2 separate regions of the Mus musculus genome follow, and region 1 is linked to region 2. A link is a contact called in public HiChIP or PLAC-seq data. All regions are on one chromosome and are shown on one strand. The core of a region is the stretch at or near the end of the contact, and the rest is flanking DNA. Distances in the headings are between cores, read along the strand shown. Region 1 has its middle 15 kb from the start of Cpa2. Region 2 overlaps Ube2h (ubiquitin-conjugating enzyme E2H).

Region 1 (3,466 bases), core at 525-3,024, 250 kb after region 2:
GGGAACAATCCCTTATGGGTAAGGGTGGGCTGCAACCATCAGTAGTGAAATCAACTTAGTGGCTGCAACTAACGGTAATCTAAAAATAACAGAGGGTAGCACAATATCAGACTTCAGGAGGAGGATAGTTTCTATTTCAGGGTGCATGTGCTGAGTTGTAGCACAAAATGTGTCTTCCTTTGTTTCTTTACTAAGGTAAAAACCAAAAGGTACTGCCAGGCAGGAGTTTTCTTTGAAGTTTTCCCTTATTATGTAGCCACGATACTAAGCTAGTGAGAAAAAAAAAAAATCATTGCTCAACGCACTCCAGATTTGCCACATGCTAGTAATTAGTAACTCTTCGCCACCCTGGAGGATGGGCCACTGTTTAGGTTAGTGAAAAGCGTGAATGAAATCATATTAGTTCAGAAGAACTGCAGGTTTGTTATTTATAAATACAGTAAGTGGACGCCAGCTAACCAACTGTGGCCAGGGCACAGGGATGGACTTTGCTTTGGAGAAGAGACAAGAGTAGTTTGTAATTGACATTTCAAAGAAGCCTAAGAAACAGGCCAGCCTTTGTTTAAATCATAATTACCCAGTTTGTATGTAAAAGGATACTTCTATAGAAAGCTTTTCAAAACAACTGGTTCTTTTAAATAGATAATTATTCCCCTTCTTATCTTGTTTATACTATGCAGAACTTCAGTGAACTCTTTTTTCCCCCCACAAAGGTTAACTTCTGCTAGCCCTTCCTCAAATTGTCACAGATTCCCAATTAGTGAATTCTAAACAGGGTTTCCCTGCAACAATATCCCAAGGACTTGTCTGATGTGTTCTTTATTGCATTGAATAATGTCTGACAGGTTTCCAAGCACCAGGCCACCTGGATATTCTCTCTGTCAGGAACATGTGGTCTGAGAGCTGATGGCGGCTGAAGGGGAAATAAATGAGCCACAAACCTTCCAAAGTGACCAAGGAAGAGCAAGAAGGAAAATGTGTTACTTGTGAGCTAAATGTTCAGTTCTCAGCACTTTTGGGTGTAAGGATGCGCTTAGCTTAACAGCCCTAGACAGGGACAAAGAGTATGAAACCTTTTATGTAGAGCAGAAGATTGTTAGGGCCCAGAGAAGCTGCTCAGAGGGAGATGTCTTGTAAATTAATCCTCCTTGTGCTTTTTGATCAACACCCCCACCCCCCACCCCCCCCAACTCCGGAAGCTCTCGACACTGAACGTTCCATCTAGGAAATTTCTTAGTACTCAAAAATCAGTGCATGAAATGCTTTTTTTTTTCTTTTTTCTTTTTTTTGTAATAAAAAGGTTTAATCCCAATAGTACTATTTTCCAGTTTTTATCTGTTAACTTCTGAGTTCACTTCCTTCGCAGGCAGACCTTAACATGGCCTGATTACAGGGGCCTGCAGTTTGTAACGGTCTTTATTAGTGTCCTCTGACACCTTAAACTTTCTTATGTTCAAAATCTTGATTTAGCAGTGAAAATGCCAGGCAGGGAGCCAGCTCTGTTACTAATTAAAATAAATCAAAAGCGGGGAGAGGGGAGATAAAAACCAGGTTCCGGTGGGCGGATCTACCGGATTTGGTAAGGCAGAGTGGCGGGTCTGAGAGTGAAACGAGAGACAAAGTGCCTGGAGAAATGGCTGCCAGGGCCCGGGCCCTCGCGTCTTTCCGCTGATTGCGGGCTTTAGAATCAGACAGAGTCCGGGTAGCCCCTGCTGATTGCCTCCCTTTCTTCCGTCCTAGCAGATCCTCCTTCTGCCCATTGTACACTCTCACTGACACAGGGCCTTGATTGCTCTGAGCCAATCATGGCAGCAGCAGTCCCCCTGTGGAGTGATTCGAGCAGGCAGGGGGTGTCATTTCATTCCAGGGAGAAGTTTGCTGGTGAGGGCATTCTTAAAAGTTTCTTGGCTCTGAAAACAGACAGGCAGGGAGAGGAAATGGCCTCTCTCCTTTCTCCAAGTCTTCGGGGGATGGCAACACGTGTCCAGGAAGGCTCGGGTTGGAAATATGGAAAGCAAAGGATCCTGATCTGACAAGAGCTGGAGCAGTAGCTTGCATTTCTTGTGTGTGTGTGTGTGTGTGTGTGTGTGTGTGTGTGTGTTTTAGCTCACACTTGCCTGGAATTCACCATTTCACCATCTGCCTGCCTCTCAGCCCCCTGTACTGTACTGGGATTGCAGGAGTATGCCACTGTTTTTGGCACCTGCATTTGGATGGCTTGCAGGCAAGGTAATTTCTTATTTTTTTTAAGACTTGTTCTTTCTGGGTAGCCCTAACTGGCCTGAAATTCTCCATGTGAACCAGCCTGGCCTCAAACTCACAGAGATCCGCTCATGCAGTGCTGAGATTAAAGGCATACCCCACCAACATATTTATTTTTAAAAAAATTACCCTGACTGGGTGTGGTAGTGCACACTTTTAATCCTACCACCTGGGGAGGCAGAGGCAGGTTGATAGAAATTCCAGGCCAGCATGGTCTTCATTTGGAATTCCAGGCCAATTAAGTCTATAAAGTGAGGCTTAGTCTGAACAAACAAACAAACCCCTAAATTATGCCTATTTGTATAGGTTTTTGTTTTGTTTTGTTGTTACTTTTTTTTTTTTTTTTAAAGACAGGTTCTTATGTAGCCTTAAGGCTTATCTCAAAGTTGCCTGTGGCTGAGACTTTGTATAAAATGACTCTGACCTTTCATTCTCCTTGCTCTCTCCCTCCTGTGGGCCATCGGGATTCACCACCACACCCAGTCTATAGTGCTGGAACTGGAGACCAGAGGGAGACCCTCTGCCAACCAAGAGAAGTCATCAGCTCCAGGGACAGTAACTTTTTTTTTTTTTTTTAGAATTCACAGGGAGTTTTCCTGTTTCTTGTGGTTGGATCTTCCTCTGTGATCTCTAGAGCAGGGTCTTTTGCCTAGGATGTGCTCTGTAATGCTAAAGTTGCTAAAGATAGAAGTGTAACTAAACCGTTGCCTTCCCACATCCATGGATGGGTGCGGTGGGTGCAGAAGCCCGTCATACCCAAAGGACATGGCATTCCACTGTAGCCTGCACACTCCAGAGCGTTCACAAAGCAAGTCTGGAAATGTCAGAGATGAATGCCCCTCCCCCCAGTATCTCCTGACTAACCTGTGTGTGTGGCATCTGATGAAATGAGTGACTGCCTCCTGAGAGCCAGAGAGAGTGGGGAACTGTCATTGTGAGTGCTTTGGTTTTTCAGGGCTATTGGCCTCCTTTCTACCCACTCCCAGTCACTTTGCCTTGACCAGGCAGGTATTGGCTACGGTAGATTTTTTTTCCCAACTCAAGTCCTTGCCTGAGAAACTGGACTCGGGTCCAAGACAGATATCAGTTTCCCAGGGGAACTGGACTCACAGCAGGTCTTCCAGGTCCAAAGTGCCCTCCAGGTAGATTAGGGGCCAGGGGAAACTGGTTGTTAGGGAAACAGAGAAGGTAGGGTGAAGAGTTC
Region 2 (3,490 bases), core at 728-3,227:
CTCTGGCTGTGGCATCTGACTCCCTGCTATGTCTACCACAGACACACAAGACACTTGTCCACACTGACAAATACTGCCTTTCCAGTTTTAACTTTCAGATTTGTGAGATTTGTTCATCTAAGGCCAAAGAAATTACCTTGCCCTTAGTTCAAATTACATACTTATGTAAGAGATAAGGAAAATAAAGGATAGTTAGCATGAGAGGTCAGGATGTAAGACCCAAGTTCAATACCTGGGACCAACATGGTAGAAAAGGGGAACTGACTCCACAAGTTGTCCTCTGACCACCTCGTGCACACTGTGGCACAGTGGGAGGTTGGGAGGGGGTTTATGTGTGTGTGTCTGTCTACAAATATACACACAAGGGGAAGGAAGAAAAGAATCATTTGAGGTTAATCCAAATCAGATGACTATATCCATTTCTTCCCGATAGATCTCACAATGTAGACAGGCTTGCTTCAGTACAGTATTTACACCTTAGAAACCACTACAAACCACGGTTTCGCTTGCTCCAGGGCAGGTGGTCATCATTTACACACAGTCCGTGTTACTACTGCACAAAGTCTGCCATGAAGACGGCACTAAATGAAAATGTCCTTTGATATTTTCTTCTAGCTCCAGAGCATTCTTTTACCATCAGTAGATGATAGTCTAAACACTGTGAGATGGGGGCTGGAGAGATGGCTCAGGGGTACATAGCACAAACTGTTCTTCCAGAGGACCCTGCTTCAATTCCTAGCATCCACAGGGTAGCCCACAACAATCCCTAACTTCAGTCCTAAGGGATACAAATGCCAACTTCTGGCCTTTCAGGGCACTAGGCACTCAAGTGACACTTAGACAAACCCACACAGGCAAAACACCCTTACACATAAAATACTTAAAAATTTTTTTAAGCCTAAGATGTAAAAACTTATTTTATAGTTCTCAGAATTACAGAAGGGTGGTAATATGTCTTTAATCCCAGTACTCAAGAGACAGATCTCTGTCCAGGGCAGCCTGGTCTAAATAGCGAGTTCTAGTCCAGTGGGATAATGCAGAGAGACTCCAGTCTTGGAAAAAGAAAGAAAGGGAGAAAAAGTCATTGAATAAGAAGAAAACCTTTATGTCTTTCAATCCAGCTGTTGTATCATTTTTCTAGAATACCAACCAGAGATGATTATGTCCAAAAATTCCTACTTTCTCTGCATTAAAAGTAAATTGCAAGGCTGGGCATGGTGGCACATACCTTTAATTCCAATACTAGGGGAGACAGCGGCAGGTGGTTCTAAGTTCAAAGCCAGCCTGGTTTACCCATGGGGTTCCAGAATAGCCAGGACTACATAGAACCTGTCTCGAAAACAAAAACTAAAAGGAAATTACAAGAGCCTATTACAGGAATGTTCGTTCGCCTTTCACGCCAGCTGCACCACAGTAGAGTCAGAAGGTTTTCTGTAGGAACCCTGCTCTGAAAAGATCAACTCTGCCTTAACAGCTTCAACATTTCTAAAGTAAAATAGTTCTCTTGTTATGCAGATTACGGCGTAATCGCTGAAGAATAATCACGTTTGTTTGTTGGAGGCACCCGCTTAAGTATCTGCACAAGCCCAGTCTCCAAACCAAGGAGTATTTCCAAATACAAAAGAACTACTGGACTGCCTCTGGCTCAGCTGCCTCCTGAGGAGGGCAGGGCATGCCCTCTTTCCAGCCCACAGTCAGGCAAAGTCTCCATTAGAGCACTCCTGAGGTGTGGGCTACAGAGGTCAGAGTCCCCCAGTCCTTCCCCAACAAGTTTATTTCAAAAGTGAAGTCCCTTCTTTAGAACTCAGAATATAATTCCCCGTAACAAAGGTCAATGTAAACTGACGCTGGCATGTATCTGGCATGCACTTTCTCAATCTGAGATATTAATCCTCACCCACATCACTCTCTCTGCTAGAAAACCAATGTACTCAGAGTTCTGAACTGAGACACTAATGCCTCCCTCTATCACTGGAACCTCTATGCAAATGAAGCCCTTCTCTTTCAGATGGGAAGACAAAGGAAGAAAGATCAGAGCTATGTAATACATGGCACAGGGAGAAAAGGTCAGGGGGCAAATGACTTGAAAAGGGGAAGACCGATCTGCGTACAAAAATAACTGTGGCACTTGCATGACTTGGTAGTGGCATGCCTTGGATCCCAATATGTGGGAAGTGAAGGCAGCAGGAGTTCAAGGTCATCTTCAAGAGCAGTCTGGGCTACACGAGACCCTGTCTCAAAAAGGAGGGTAGGGTATACAGGGCTGGGAAGATGCTCAGTCTGGAAACAAGAAGACCAGATCCCTAGGCACCCTCAGAAAAGCATCTGACTCACCTCTGATTCCAGTACAGAGGAAGACAAGCTTATCTTTGTTTGGGAGGAAAATGAATTCTGGGGAGAAGCTGATAGATAAGCCTTGTATAAAGAGTAGCTCCAAGCTAGGTGTGCTGGTGCAAGCCTCTAACCCCAGCTCTGAGGAGACAAGACACAAGAATGTTTCAGTGAGTTTGACACCAGCCTGGAATCACACCAGGTTCTAGGTTAATCTGGCCTACATAGCAGAATTGTCAAGGAAAGAAAGGGAGGGGGGAAGGGGAAGGGGAAGGGAGGGGAAGGAGAGGAGGGAGGGGAGGGAAGGAAGGAAGGAAGAAAGGAAGGAAGGAAGGAGAAGAGAGAGAGAGAGAGAGAGAGAGAGAGAACAAGAGAGAGAAAACGAACCCCAGTGTGGTGGCATATATATTTAATCTTTGCAATGCCCATAAATTCAAAGCTTTAAAAGCAGGAAGAGGCAGGGAGGGAGAGAGGGAGGGAGGAGAGAGACAGACAGACAGACACAGACACAGACCCAAAACAGTATTGCCCTGGTAGCAAAAAGCAGAAGACTGGAAGGAAGCAAACAAGGCACAGAGAGTCCTCCACTGTGAGGCTGCTACAACAGGAGCATGAAGAAGAGTACAGACTGTGGAATAAATGCTTGCCTGTGGCTACCTGCATTCATTCAAGCCCTGGATTCCATAAGGGTGGAGAGAAAGACCCAACTTCACAATGTTGTTCTCTGTCCTTTTGCTATAGGGGCACGCGCACCACCGACCCCACAAATAATTTTTTAAAATTACTCAATATAAACCAAGTATACTTCCATATAAAATTGAAGTTTTAGAGTGCAAACTTTCAAAGTTGGGAAACACAAGGCCAAGCACAGTGGTACACATATTTAATCTCAGCACTTGAGAGGCAGAGGCAGGCATATCTCTGAGTTTAAGGCCATCTGGGTCTACACAGTGAGTTCCAGGACATCCAAGGCTATTCAGAGAGATCACGCCTCAACAGCCCACCCCCTATAACTGATTGGAAAACACAGTATTTAAGTCAATCAGCATCATTATAAAATAAAAAAAGCCTAAGTGTTTATTGTTTATAAATTTTTTATTGTTTATTTTTTTATTGTTACAAATCAGTGTTGGTCCATGAAGCATCCACAGCTACCCCA

The links. HiChIP or PLAC-seq counts read pairs in DNA pulled down with a chosen protein or histone mark.
Region 1: an H3K27ac HiChIP or PLAC-seq map of embryonic stem cells shows a contact between it and region 2, with 5 read pairs. The contact joins two enhancer-like sites. A contact is called at or near these places in 1 of 484 Hi-C or Micro-C datasets (cerebral cortex), 1 of 115 datasets of contacts at active chromatin or transcription factors (embryonic stem cells) and 1 of 9 other capture datasets (adipose tissue).

Annotation. Positions count from the first base shown.
Region 1 is chr6:30,525,242-30,528,707 of GRCm38.p6, forward strand. No RefSeq gene overlaps it. Among named protein-coding and RNA genes, the nearest start is that of Cpa2, 15 kb to the right of the region's middle. Within about 2 kb of position 1,775, at least 80 of the 459 cell types and tissues checked have an H3K27ac peak or open chromatin away from gene starts, as enhancers often do. A contact at or near this core is called in embryonic stem cells, where this site is marked.
Region 2 is chr6:30,271,039-30,274,528 of GRCm38.p6, forward strand. All of the region lies in intron 1 of Ube2h (ubiquitin-conjugating enzyme E2H), which reads right to left. Among named protein-coding and RNA genes, the nearest start is that of Ube2h, 32 kb to the right of the region's middle. Within about 2 kb of position 1,978, at least 17 of the 459 cell types and tissues checked have an H3K27ac peak or open chromatin away from gene starts, as enhancers often do. A contact at or near this core is called in embryonic stem cells, where this site is marked.